Regions from separate parts of the Macaca mulatta genome. Here regions 1 and 2 are each linked to region 3. Evidence: chromatin contacts called from public Hi-C data. All regions are on one chromosome and are shown on one strand. The core of a region is the stretch at or near the end of the contact, and the rest is flanking DNA. Distances in the headings are between cores, read along the strand shown. Region 1 has its middle 150 kb from the start of GADD45G. Region 2 has its middle 180 kb from the start of GADD45G. Region 3 holds the start of GADD45G (growth arrest and DNA damage inducible gamma).

Evidence for each region. Hi-C and Micro-C count contacts between places; a contact is called where the count stands out from the background.
Region 1: a Hi-C map of fetal cortex germinal zone shows a contact between it and region 3, with 2.5 times the contacts expected there. The contact joins the enhancer-like site here to the promoter of GADD45G in region 3. A contact is called at or near these places in 2 of 14 Hi-C or Micro-C datasets (fetal cortex germinal zone and liver).
Region 2: a contact with region 3 is called in a Hi-C map of fetal cortex germinal zone, with 1.9 times the contacts expected there. The contact joins the enhancer-like site here to the promoter of GADD45G in region 3. A contact is called at or near these places in 2 of 14 Hi-C or Micro-C datasets (fetal cortex germinal zone and liver).

What each region holds. Positions count from the first base shown.
Region 1 is chr15:120,426,775-120,431,017 of T2T-MMU8v2.0, forward strand. No RefSeq gene overlaps it. Among named protein-coding and RNA genes, the nearest start is that of GADD45G, 150 kb to the left of the region's middle. Within about 2 kb of position 1,982, at least 10 of the 40 cell types and tissues checked have an H3K27ac peak or open chromatin away from gene starts, as enhancers often do. A contact at or near this core is called in fetal cortex germinal zone, where this site is marked.
Region 2 is chr15:120,454,731-120,459,483 of T2T-MMU8v2.0, forward strand. No RefSeq gene overlaps it. Among named protein-coding and RNA genes, the nearest start is that of GADD45G, 180 kb to the left of the region's middle. Within about 2 kb of position 1,276, at least 5 of the 40 cell types and tissues checked have an H3K27ac peak or open chromatin away from gene starts, as enhancers often do. A contact at or near this core is called in fetal cortex germinal zone, where this site is marked.
Region 3 is chr15:120,271,836-120,276,575 of T2T-MMU8v2.0, forward strand. GADD45G (growth arrest and DNA damage inducible gamma) reads left to right here and starts at 2,087. Exons shown (of 4, transcript NM_001193910.1): 1 at 2,087-2,243; 2 at 2,500-2,601; 3 at 2,735-2,948; 4 at 3,037-3,630. The coding sequence starts at 2,191. The coding sequence ends at 3,147.

The DNA.
Region 1 (4,243 bases), core at 732-3,231, 150 kb after region 3:
CCTAACCCCTGCTACATGTAGTCTCTAGGTTCAAGCTGTTCTGTGGGTCGGTCTGATGGCTCCTTCCAGCACATTCTTTCAACTGGCCAGGGAGGAGGCTCCGGTGTGGGTCAGCCGGGACAGAGAGTCCAGCAGGCATTTCACCAGAGTATACTTGGGAAGTCATTGTGGTCGTGGGCAGCCGGTGCCCTCCACACTGAGAGCTGGAAAAACATTTATGTTAAAAGAATTGAATATACCACTTTGGAAAATCGTGCCAGTATGCGAATCCATTGTTTTTTAAAAGGGTCTTATTCTCCCAGTGACTCTTTTTTGCATTGTATAATTGATTGACACATTCTCACCTTTGCCAGTGAAAGGGAAAAATCACACAGATGACAAAACGCCCAGAGCATCTGAAACCACACCCTTGTCCTGGGTTTCAGTATCCTGGGGAAGTTCTCATTTGCAAGTAATAAATTGCCGTGTATTTCCTCTTCCTCCCACTGCTTGCCATCACAAGGAAGTAGCAGAAAAAGTCCAAGTTCTACAGTCCACCTACACTGGCCTTGGATTCCAGCCTGCCCGCCTGCTAGTGGGTGCACCTTTGGGTAGGTGGCCAGGTTCTCCCATTGGAATGAGCCGTGGCTGGTGGCCTGCCTGACTCCCCTGAAGTAATAATGGAGGCCCAACTGAGGATGGACAGCATCCCATCCTCAGGGAATCCCCACCCATAGGAAAGGGGAGCACAGAGCATGGACACGAGACTTGTAAGGTCCTCAGTTGAAGCTGGTCTTTAGGAAAAGTGGGTGCTGCTGGTGGGAGGGCAAGGGCATTGCAGAGGAGCTCTGGGCAAGGCAAGCTCAGTACAACAGGTAGGCAACCAGTTCTCCCTCCCCCCACCTCCTTCTCACCAGGCCATTCCTGGGACTGTCAGGGAGAAGACATGCGCTTGGCTCTGAGTGTTGGGTATTTAAGTTCCGAAGTTCTGGGTATTTAAGCACTTCCAGTGGACAGTCACTAACAGAGGCTGAAGGCTCAGGGGCAGGCCACCCTGTCCTGTAGACGCCCAGAGCTGCACCATCTAAAGCTCAGGATCTAGGCCACATCCACGGGCAACTCAAGCCAGGAACCAGGTGTCACCCTGACTCCTCGCCCCTGGGTCCTGGCACCCCTGCATTTTGGGAGTCTCCAGAAGCCACACCTATCTCACTGACGCTCCTCCTCAGTGAAGTGCAAGGCAGCTTGCTAACTGTTGTGTTCATAACCATTTTGCATGACACCAATCTGGTTCCTCCCTAGCCCTTCTCAACATCCATGTAATGGTGTCACCCACCCTTAGGAGCCCCCGTGCCTCTGCTGCAATGTGTTTCAGTCTTGATATTGGCACGGCACCTTATTTCCTTTTTTCTCTCAACATTTTATTGTAAACACTTTACAACATGCAGAAAAGCTGACATAATTGTACAGTGAACACCCATCCTCCTGACACCTGGATCCCATGATTAACCTTTTACTATCTTTGCTCTGCCACACCTCTCCATCTCTCCACCCTATCACCCGTGTCCATCTCATTTTTTTAATGCATTGCATGGAAGTTTCAGATACCAATACACGCCACCCCAACACTTTAGCATGAATGTTATTGACTAGATTTCAGTATCTGTTAATAGTTCTTTTTTTGGGAGAAGGGGTCAGATTGTCATTCAATGACATGAACATACATTAACAGAACAATCCGATGTATTTAGGCAAATGCATCCGCTTCCATAATCCAAATTCTGTAGAGATATAGAGCATCACCATTGCCCTAGAAAGTTCCCTTCTGCCCCTTCCCAGCTAATCCCCACCTTCAACTCCCCAAAGGTAACACTGGCAGCATTTTATCAACATAGCTTAGCTTTGCCTTTTCTGGGAATTCGTATAAACGGAATCGTGGAGTATGCACGCTTCCGGTTCCTCGATTCATCTGTGTGGCCGATTGCATGCATCTGCAGTTGGTTCCTTTTAATTGCTGAGGAGTGTTCCAGCATACAGAGGGGGTGCCGCGCTGTTGATGGATGCCTGGATGCTTTCCAGCTGGCAATCGTGAGTAACAAAGCTGCTATGTGCCTCCTTGCACACATCTTTGGATGGATGCTTTCGTAATACACATGGGTGAAATGGCAGCGTGCACACCAGCCTCTTTGTGACGTGCCCTTTGCCTACTTCTCAGTCACACAGCCCCGGCTGTGGAGAAGCCCTGAGCTGTTTCTCATATACCAGATGCTGTTCCATATGCGAGGACTGTGTACGCTGGGGCTCCACCCACATCTGACACTCTCACTCTCTTCTGGGGGTTCCCTCCTCCGTAACCTGTGTTCCTGCAACAAGTTCCATTCAAGGGTTTCATTTGATTCCAAGGGTTTCCTCTTGAAGTTATTCCAGGAAGTGCTGGCAATTGTAGGAAGTACATGCTGTATGTGATGAACTGTCACCACTGGACACTGGGGCACAGTCCCTGGAGACCTCGGGGGCAAGTGCAGAACCGGCTTTGGTGTTGTCCCCTCTGGAGGCTAAGAAGCTGGGGAGATTACCCTCTGACCTCCGCAGCGCCCCCCATCACTAGCTCTGTTGCCCAGGGTGGCTCTCAATCAATTCCCAAACCCACCCTGAGATTAGGCTGAGTGGAGTGTGCAGGGAGCGTTCTCAGGCAGAGCCCGGCATTGCGGTAGAGCCTGCAGCTGTGTGGGAAAACAGAGACCCAAGGTCAGGCTAGCAGGGCACCCACAATGCAAACCGCACCTTCTCCGGAAGCCTCCCCTGACCACCTTATGTGTGTTCTTTCCTCTGTGCTCTGATGTCCCAGGGCACATGCATGCCTGGTGGTGCTCACTGGTGCCAGTTGCAATGGTCTGTTGGTGAGGTTTTCCCTCTCGGCTGCAAGCTTCTCAGGGGGTCTCTCCATCTCTGCATCCCCAGGACTCAAAATAGCCCTTCAATGCATCAATTCACTTGTACCCTTACCATACTATCTATTGTGTCCCAGGAGTCACTTTCTACAGTGTCCTGTCACAAAGGTTTGGCTGGGACTGCTGGCAAAAGCCACTGGCTTGCTGCCTGTCCCTTCCTGGCAAGCCAGGCCTGTGTGCTGTGTGTGTAACCTCTGACAAAGTTTGTGGTTTAAAGGTTATGCTGACTGGGCTGGAGGTGAGGTGAGGACAGTGTGTGTTGAAGGTTGGTGGAGTTTTGCCAACTAGAGCAAGCTTAGTGCCACGCCCTTGCTGGGCCCTGTTCCCTGAGGAAAGAGCCTATGGTTGGCTCTTGCAAGACCGCAGGTGAGCCTGTGCCTTCCTGTCTGCGTCTCCCCCTGGTCAGGCGGGGTGGAGTGAGCACAGAGCGAGGCACATGGTTCCAGGCCACTTCATTGTTTGCTTACGGTTGAGAATGTCCGCCAGGTCTCTTGTGTCTGGGATTAGTGGAAGCAGGTCCTGCTGGGACTGTAGCTGGGTCCCCTGGTCACCAATCCAGCTTCAGGAACTGAGCTGTATACCTGACACCTTAAGTGAGGTCATTTGCCCTATGGACCCACATCTGGGCACAGAGCCATTTAGTTCTCAACTCTTTTGTCAGGAAATCTTTCCGTGTTCTCCTCACTTGGTGATTTTGTTCATTCAACACAGGTTTTTGGAGTCCTTGGCAGGGGCTTGGCAGATGCTATGATGTGTTGGTCCAGGAAATCAGCTTCCACCTGCAGCCCCAAAGCTCTTTCTTGCTGGCATCCCCATCCATGAGGGCTGGCTGCCGGGCAAGGTGGGGTGCCGCACCCTACACCATCACTCAGAGATCTGCGGCCCTTCCATCAGGTGGCCCTGCCATCCTCCCGGGCCCTGGGTTTCTCAGTTGGATTCTGTGAATCCAGGAGGTGGAAGAGGAGAAAAACAGCGTGGAGGATTCCACGGGAAGCTTTGGGGCCAGGCCTGAGTGAGATGCGCGTCACTTCCGCTCACGTTCAATTTCCTAGAGCTTTCCCAGGACTCCCCCGACCCCCGGCCGCCCAGGAGGCTGGGAAATATGGTCTCCAGGGCTGGAGGGACACGTGACATCGTCTTGGCCACACGTGGGGAAGGTTAGACCCACCTCTCGGCCATAGGTGGCTGATGGTCTAGCGAGGAGGATGTGTCCACACCCTTGCTGGTGACACGGCCTGCGGAGGAGCATGCGCCTGACAGCCTCATTTTCCGGTTCCCAGGTCAAGACACAACTGTTCCAATGTAAACGTTCT
Region 2 (4,753 bases), core at 26-2,525, 180 kb after region 3:
GGAGTCTCTCTCTGTTACTCAGGCTGGAGTGTGGTGGCACAATCTCAGCTTACTGCAACCTCTGCCTCCCGAATTCAAGTGATTCTCCTGCCTCAGCCTCCCGAGTAGCTGGGATTACAGGGGCCCGCCACAACACCTGGCTAATTTTTGTATTTTTAGTAGAGACAGGGTTTCACCATGTTGGCCAGGCTGGTCTCAAACTCCCGACCTCAGGTGATCCACCCGCCTCAGCCTCCCAAAGTGCTGGGATTACATGCGTGAGCCACTGCGCCCAGCCAAATGCTTACATTTCTTAATAAAGAATTCTGCCGTCTTGTTAGCCAAATTGTTCCCTTTCCTTCACTGGATAAATTTCTCAAGATTTTCCCTATTATCCAGCTAATGTCCGACCCCTGCCTTCAGCTTGGTACTCCACTTAGCAAGACACAGGACACTCACGGAAGCCCTGCCCCATGGAGGTCTTTCCTCTTCCACTGGCTTTCCAAGGAACTTGTCCAGGAAGACAGGTCCCCGCTAATTGAATGAGATTATCCTCCTGTATCTGATACATCGTCTCACTGAAATAGACATTTTTTTGAGATAGACAATATGCACTGCCTCTTGTAATTGTCATGATAGCCCAGCAAGGCTGACACAGATGAGAAAGCTGAAGCTCAGAGACATTAATTAATGCGCCTGAAGTGACACAGTGAAAACGTGGCAAAGCCAGACCTGAAACTCATGTCTGGGTCCACTGACCTCTTTTGCCACTTGATCTCTCAGTTGACACCATGGGCTTCACTCTATTATCTGTGTGCTGGGTGTGTTTTGTTCATAGAATCACGTGGCTGTGAGTGTTCTTGGGTTCTATCCAGAATTATACCAACTGAAATGAAAAATTATTTGTACCACGTATAGAACATACACCGGTATAGAGGTATATTCTGATACAAAGCTATAGATGGATTAGGATTTTTAGCTGGAAACTATCTGATCTTTAAATTATCTGGAAAAAAAAGTTGAAAATTGTTTTCAAGTGCCACTGTTCATCTCAGTCCAAATTTAAACCTCATGCTCAGATGCAAACGTGCTTGAGAAGCCCTATAGTGCTATGGTTGCAATAATCTTTTTCTTTTCTTTTTTCTTTCTTCTTTTTTTTCATTTTTAGCATTCTACAGTTAGCTCTAGGAATGCTTCACGCGCACCATGTCTAGTTGACTGTGCGTCTCGCAGCTTCATTGTGACATGGGAAAGCTTGGCACTGCCATTCCTGCTTTGCAGCTGAGACTCATGCATGTTAAAGAACTTGCTTACTGTTCTAACAACTGAGAAACGTAAGCCAGATCCCAGTCCTTCATTTGCATACTCCAGTTCCAGTGCTTTTATGTCTTCATTATTTTCCATTCATTACACATTTATATTTCCTACCATTTCTAGGAACTGTATTAGGCACAGTGAAATGAAAACTGATTAAGACGCAGTTTCATCTTTGTAATAGCTGGCATTCTAGTGAGATGAAAGACTGGAGACTTGATTGGCATGATATCACCTGCCAGATGCTGGAATGGCGACGTGGACACTTGGATGGAATCGCTTGTGCTGCTTTGGGCTGTGGGGGAAACAGGGAGCATCACTGAGTGGGTCTGAAGCATCTCAGTGGATGAGTAAATGTGTTTGGGCAAACGGAAGTGGAAGGAGGTTTAAACCTACAGCATTTACAAAGGAACTGGCATTTGATGGCCAGTGAGAAAGGCAATGTGTTAGGAGCAGAGGAATGCTCAGGAAGATGGAGGAGATGAGAAAAAGAATAGATAATTCGCCCTGATTTGAGATGAGCCATGTCCAGTGCATTTAAGGCCTTGGAATTTATCCCATAAATCAGCGTTTCTCAAACTGAGCTGTGTGGAATACTGCAGACCACCCATGGATCTACTCTTAGAAATCTGTGTGCTCTTTCCAGTTTTTAATACCGGTGATATTTTAAAATGAAGTATTACAAGTCTATTCTGCATCATCTGGAGAGCCAGCTCAGACCAAGGGGACAGGAGACCACACTCACCTGATTCCAGCGCCATAGGCATTTTCTATTGAGAATTGCTTCCATGCCAAGGAAGGCACAGTGATGTCATGAAGAGGCTTCACAGTAGTTTGAAAGGAGAAGAGGAGGGTGAAAATAAAGTCATCACCTTGAACAAGGTAATCAGGCTGTCGGCATCCATAGAACTTGTCTCATTTGTCATGTCGTAGTCACGTTGTGAATGGATGTTCTTGGCACAGCCTGTCTTGTCTTGTTACCTCATAATGGTTTATTAGCAGAAAGTGTTGGAGACACTATTGAAGAATTTTTTATTTTACTTGCAGAAATAATTATCTTAGAAATCTAATGTAGATTTAAGTAACAGCAAAATGGCTATTGTATTTTCAAGTGAACAAATCAACTTGACTAATTTATCAACTAACATTTCAATAAAAGTGATTTTTGAGGATGGGTGACTGGCATGTTTGGCTAACTACGAGATGTGATTGTTGAAAACTAATGAACAAAACCTTCAAGAGCTTATTATTCTTTCATTTACCAAGCATTCTTAATGGTATTATTATTAACAAATAAAGCTAAACATTAAATATAGAATTGGACCTGAAGCCACATTTTTATCCTTATTATCAGTCATTTAGAATAAAACAACGTCATCGTTCACATTAAATAAATGACTTTAATATGATATTGGTTTTGTAGTTTTGTTTGTATTTGTTTGAAATTATATTTGTTTTTATAGCTAAGTAAGAGTATGAGAATAATGTACTTATATATAGTTTTCATTTGAATGTACTTAAATACAAATAAGAATAACACTAATGATATGATATAATTTGAGGCAACGCTAAAGATTTAAGAATATTATTTTTTCTCTTAAAAGGAGTATGCACATTTATGATATTTGCAAGCAAGCAAGGGAAAAACACTGACTTTTTTTAAAAATTAGAGGTGTTTTAATGCATGGTCATATTTTTGTTAGAGATGGGACTTCGATGACAGAGTGGAAAACTCATTGGGAGGGAAGTTGGAATATGGGAGGCTATGAAGCTGGTTCGGTGGTGGAGTGAGCAGGAGAGTTGGCATTTCTGCAACTGGATAAAATATTCTTGTGGCTGGCTAGGCATGGGCTGATGCTGAGGCGAGAGTTTATAGTGGTGGAGATTTTGGAATTTGTGCAACTTTCTGGATAATTATACAGATAACCAGGATTGAGAATGCAAAATGTGGCACACATTAGGTAAAAGTTACCAAGTATTGGCTGGGTGTAGTGGCTCACGCCTGTAATCCCAGCACTTTGGGAGTCCAAGGTGGGCAGATCACTTGAGGTCAGGAGTTTGAGACCAACCTGGCCAACATGGTGAAACCCCATCTCTACTAACCATACAAAAATTAGCTGGGGATGGTGGTGTGTGCCTGTAGTCCCAGCTACTCAGGAGGCTGAGGTGGGAGAATCACTTAAACCTGGCAGTCAGAGGTTGCAGTGAGCCAAGATCGCGCCACTGTACTCCAGCCTAAGTAACAGAGTAAGACTCCATCTCAAAAAAAAAAAAAAAAAAAAAAGTTACCAAGTATAGTTTGTACATCTGCAAATTTTGTTATTCTAGTAAATACACAACACCCCCACCACACACACATACCTCAAATACCTCCTATTTGAGAAGGCAAAAGAAAAAGGACCCATGAGGGACAGAATGGATGAATGTGAGGTGCCTCTCAGGTCTAACATTCCATATGTGGATCTCTGATGTTGAAATGATATTAGAAACTATTTTTTTCTTTTGACAATTTGCATAAAGAGTGTTGTATATTTTCTCTAAGATTATCTCTCAAATTAGTACTTTAAAAACTTTCATAGTCAAAAGATAGCAATAGAGCAGTTCTGGTTCCAGTTAAGATGGAGAAAACACACTCTACTCTTTCTCGCCCACAAAATACAACTAAAATTTTGGAGAGAACCCATGGGACAACTATTTGAGGATTCTGAAAAGTCAATGATGCGGCTCTCTAAAGAGTCTGAAAAGCAAAGGGTAGCAGGCATAGTGGGGAAGAAAATCAGATGGTTTGAAGTATGCTAAATCTAGTGGTGAGTTTCTTGTTTTTTGTTTTGTTTTGCTTTTGTTGTTGTTGTTGTTGTTGTTTCTACCAGCATGCACCCCGGGGCAGCATGGGTCCTGGAATAATGCACTGGGCAAGAACAGGAAGAACTTCAAAGAAAGATTTACTTTCTGGCCCGAAGAGTAGAAAGGAACAGAGAGAGTGGAAGACATCCTTTGTCCCCCTTGGAAACCCATGCCTGCAGCGGCAGCTGTCGCAGTGGTGACAGTGGATTTGGGTAGGCACCTAAAACTCTGAGGAAGGAGAATCCTTTTCATAGGAGGAATATGTCTGAAGAGTGTGGTGGAATCTCTGTTGCATTTTTTTTGTCTCTCTAGCCTCCTGTTGCTTGACTCTGCACATATACACACTTGCAGTAAGTGTACAGCAGAACCAGGAAACTAAACTGCTCAGATTTCTAAACAGAGGGCCAAGAAAGCAGATACCTGGAAGCAAGAGGCTGAGCAGGAACTACAGAAAGGGGAAGCTCAAGAAAGTGACATACCAATTGTATATGAACTCTTGGGCTTGCATCAAGCTGAGTCTGCATGGATCTGACCCCAAACAGCATACTAAAGGTTTTGAGAACTATGGAGTAGACCACTTCCTGGGATTCAGTGTTTGTAATGAGTGGTGCACACA
Region 3 (4,740 bases), core at 837-3,336:
TCAAGGCATATCATCATTTTATACACCAAGAAAGAAAGAAAAGAAACTAGCGAACAAACGGGGCATAATGCCTCCTGGCCCCGCTTCCCCCTATGCCCACGTCCTTAGGAGACACCTCTGGAGTTCAGAAATGCTAGGAGAGCAAGTTCTTCATTCTTAGAATCCAGGATCGGCCGGGCTTTTGCAGCTCTCCTCTGCCGGGAAGCCGCTGGGGGGCGCAAGACGCCAGCTTCTCACTTTGGCAGAAGCGCCTGCCTGTAAGCGCAGAATGAAAACTTCCCCATAGCAAGTTCAGAAGTACCTTGTACATTCACCACCCACGTGAAGAAAGCCTGAATGAAAGGAACAAAGAAAGCTTCGGCGTTGTTTACTTTCCCATTATCGCCCCAGTCTTGCGGCAGGGCCCGGGTTTCCATCCAATCCACCCGGCCCGCCACTGTCCCGGCCAGTCTCCAAGGCCTCACCCAAAAAAGGGGAGCACTGAGGTGTCCCCAGCGCGCCTTTCCACGTAGAACAGAAGGCGCAGACACCAAAAGTGCTGCGGTCAGTGGGTGAATCCTCTGAAAGTGCCAGCGTGTATGGTCAAGCGGCAGCAACCTCTAGCCTATTAAACTCTCTCAAGATCCAGACTTTTATTCTATTGCTGGAAAAAAGGCTTTTTACATATGCGTATTTAAGTAATTAAAATATTTCAACATGGCATAAGACGTAGGGGCTCTTACTCCATCAGTACTGGATGGGAATCTCCTTTTGCCCTCTACTCCCCAGGGTAACTGCAGCCCCACCTGAATGCGTTTTGCAGCCCTTACTGGGGTTCCTATTAATGCGCAGCTTGGACAGGGCTCAGTGGCCCCGGCCCGGCAGCTCCGTGGCCGACCCCCTCCACCGCCCTTCCCCCGCACCAGGCCAATGCAAGGGTGTGTGTGTTGGGGGAGGGGAGGAGAAAAGGGATTCAGGATCTTTTTAACCTGCCTGTAGATGGCGCCCCGGGAAACAGATTCCGAACTACATCCCCTAAGCTCCAAGGGCCGCAGCCGCGGGGTCCCGGCCAGAGGGCGTCCAGTCGCGAAGACTGCGCAGCAGCTCTCTGTGCTTCCCAACTCGCGCGGCTGCTCGGCACCCGTGCGAGGAACGGGTGGAAGGGAATTACATGTAGCAGGGCCAGTACAGGCGGCGCGTACTCAGGGACCACGGAGTGGCACTCAGCCTCGACCCCACGCGCCAGGCAGCCCGGCGACCCCCACGCGCGGCGGGGGCCTGCCCACCCCACCCGGCGGCAGGTGGACAGTGTTGCTATGAAGAGAAAGCCTCGATTGTCCCTACTGCAAACCGCCACACGCCAGACCTCTGCTATTGTGCGCCCTCCATAGAAATGCAAACGAGCGGCGTGCGCCGGCCGCAATCTGCTCGCCCCTGCCCGCCCCCTTCTCCGGCGCCCCGCTGCTCTCGGCCAAGGGCGGGGAGGTGGGGTAGGATCTTCCAGCGACTACTCAATGTACACATTGAGTATGCCTGGCAGGCATTACCAGCGCGCTCCGGACGCTAGTGGTCAGCTGCAGGGGGCTGTGCCCACTGCCTTTTGCAAGCCTTTAACTGGCGTTACCTGTTTTTACCTTAATTTCCTGCTCCAATGCAACAGTCTCATAAACTTCAAATTAAAGAAAAGAAACAAATAGAAAGGTAGCAATAAAAAATGGAAATAAAATTCCTTTTGATTCTATAAAGGTGCTTTTCGCAAATTGCAGCATCATATTAGCAAACAAGGTTTTTGTGGATTGGCTTTTTTTTTTTTTACTTTTTCCTTTTAAGGACTTCAAAAAAAAAAAAAAAAAAAAAAAGAAAGCCAGGCGAGATGAAATCTGCAGGCTCCAGTCTGCCTGGTAACACCCCAACAAAAGCGGCAGATTTGAGGCATTGTCATCCCCCGCACCCCTCCCCACGTGGCCTTCTGGCACGAGCCGCGGGCTCGCGGTCTCATTTACATCAGAAAGCGGGTGCCGGCCAATAGGCGGGCAGCCTCGCGCCAGCTGGCGGCGCCGCACCCATCCGCCTATATAAGGACGCGCAGCGTAGCCCGGGCGCACTCGCTGGTGGTGGGCGCGCCGTGCTGAGCTCTTGGTCTCAGGGTGTTCGCCCGCGTCCCCTCCGCGCTCTCCGCTTGTGGATAACTTGCTGTTGTTTGATCGCACTATGACTCTGGAAGAAGTCCGCGGCCAGGACACAGTTCCGGAAAGCACAGACAGGTGGGTTTCAGGGCGCTGAGAAAGCGGCTGGTCAGTCGGCGACCGTCAGGGTTCTCCAGGGTGGGAATCCGCGGGATAGGAGCCGAGCCCGGGGGTGCGGGCGTCAGATCCGGGTTGGAGAGCCGGGGTGCGGGCGCCAAGCCGGGATTGGAGTGTGGTTGGAGTTGGAGAGCCAAGGGTGAATCCCCGTGGCCGGGGCTCGGGGCTCCACCGCGCCCCACGGCCGTCTCCCGCTCACTAGCTGGCTCCTCCGCAGGATGCAGGGTGCCGGGAAAGCGCTGCACGAGTTGCTGCTGTCCGCGCAGCGTCAGGGCTGCCTCACTGCCGGCGTCTACGAGTCAGCCAAAGTCCTGAACGTGTAAGTGTAGACGCGACCCAGGCTGGGAGACAGGGGCGGGGATGAATGGCGAAGAGACCGGCGGATGGGAGGGGTGGCTGCGGGAGAACTTGGTTTGCCGGTTCTGACCTTGGTCCCCGTCTTGCCCTCGCAGGGACCCCGACAATGTGACCTTCTGCGTGCTGGCTGCCGATGAGGAGGACGAGGGCGACATCGCGCTGCAGATCCATTTTACGCTGATCCAGGCTTTCTGCTGCGAGAACGACATCGACATAGTGCGCGTGGGCGATGTGCAGCGGCTGGCGGCTATCGTGGGCGCCGGCGAGGAGGCGGGCGCGCCGGGCGACCTGCACTGCATCCTCATTTCGGTGAGTACAGCCCCGTCCGGTCCCCGCCCCGGTGTAGTTCCCGCCTCGGCCCGCGGCCAGCCAGGCTGACCCTGCTCTTTCTCAGCAGAACCCCAACGAGGACGCCTGGAAGGATCCCGCCTTGGAGAAGCTCAGCCTGTTTTGCGAGGAGAGCCGCAGCGTTAACGACTGGGTGCCCAGCATCACCCTCCCCGAGTGACAGCCCGGCGGGGACCTTGGTCTGATCGACGTGGTGACGCCCCGGGGCGCCTAGAGCGCGGCTGGCTCTGTGGAGGGGCCCTCCGAGGGTGCCCGAGTGCGGCGTGGAGACTGGCAGGCGGGGGGGGCGCCTGGAGAGTGAGGAGGCGCGGCCTCTCGAGGAGGGGCCCGGCGGCGGCAGGGCCAGGCTGGCCCGAGCTGAGGACTCTGCAAGTGTCTGGAGCGGCTGCTCGCCCAGGAAGGCCTAGGCTAGGACGTTGGCCTCAGGGCCAGGAAGGACAGACTGGCCGGGCAGGCGTGACTCAGCAGCCTGCGCTCGGCAGGAAGGAGCGGCGCCCTGGACTTGGTACAGTTGCAGGAGCGTGAAGGACTTAGCCAACTGCGCTGCTTTTTCAAAACGGATCCGGGCAATGCTTCGTTTTCTAAAGGATGCTGCTGTTGAAGCTTTGAATTTTACAATAAACTTTTTGAAACAAACTTATGCTCTTTATTGAGGGTAGGGGATCTTTGTGTCGGGGGAGGTGGTGCGCAGGGTTTCAGAGGATTGCTGGAACTCCGTGGAACTGATGGCACCTGTTCCGTCTTCCTGTCGGGCAAGAATGACAGGCTCCTCCGCGCTGGCAGAGGGAGGGCATGCTGCCCAGTGCTAGGGTAGAACTTGAGCCTGGCTCCTACTTTTCTCCTTTTAGGAAGATTTTAAACTTGCAAAACAGGAGCATACTTGAGAAAAGACATCAGTGCAGCAGCTGAAGTCTTGCCTTCCAAGGCGATAACAGTGACCTCTGCCTCCCCTCCCCCTCCCTCGGCCCTCCTCCCCCTCCCTCCCACAGCTGCTTATCAGAACAGCTTGCCGGAGGCCGCAGGCTTTCCTGCACAATGAGCATTGCCTTCTGCAGGCCCTGCCCTTTGTGGTCCCTGAGGACGGTGGCAGGCTGCTCCTGCTCTTGGGGACTTTTTCCTCTTAGATGCTCTGACAAAAAGCAATGCTACAAAGGTATTAATACCAAATATGACATTGATGACTGCATTTAAGTATGAGTCATTACTTTGTCATGGCTGTGATCGAACTTGGAAGATCTGAGAAAAAATTGGAAGGCAGCATCTATATAAATAGGCATGAGCAATTCTGAGGGGGCCTGGCATCTGCTATCTACTATTTTGAGTGTTCTCTGCCCACATCAGAGTTACGAGGATTGCTGCTATTCACAATTCCGTTTAAAGACTCATAGGAAAAAAAAAATTAAATATTTTAAGCCAAGACTTTCTTTAAGAAGGAAGGAGGGGGAAATGTCCTGATCGAATCAATCTTTTTTTATGAGACAGTATGGCTTGAGTTGGTTCTGTGTCTAACTAGTTGCTTCATCTGGGGAAATACATGTGGGGCCCTTGTGCTCTCAGCTAGGCTGCCAAGCAGGCCGAGCCTTCTGGGAAAAGGACGCGTGGTGTGCTGTCTTCAGTCCTTGGGGTGGCTGATTTACCTTGTTGAGTGCCACTTCCTAAAATTCTCTCCAAATTACAGGAGCATTCTTGAGGCAACAGGAAAACTACTGAATTACTCTTCTTGCCATGAAAGCATCCTGTTTTCCTTTTATCA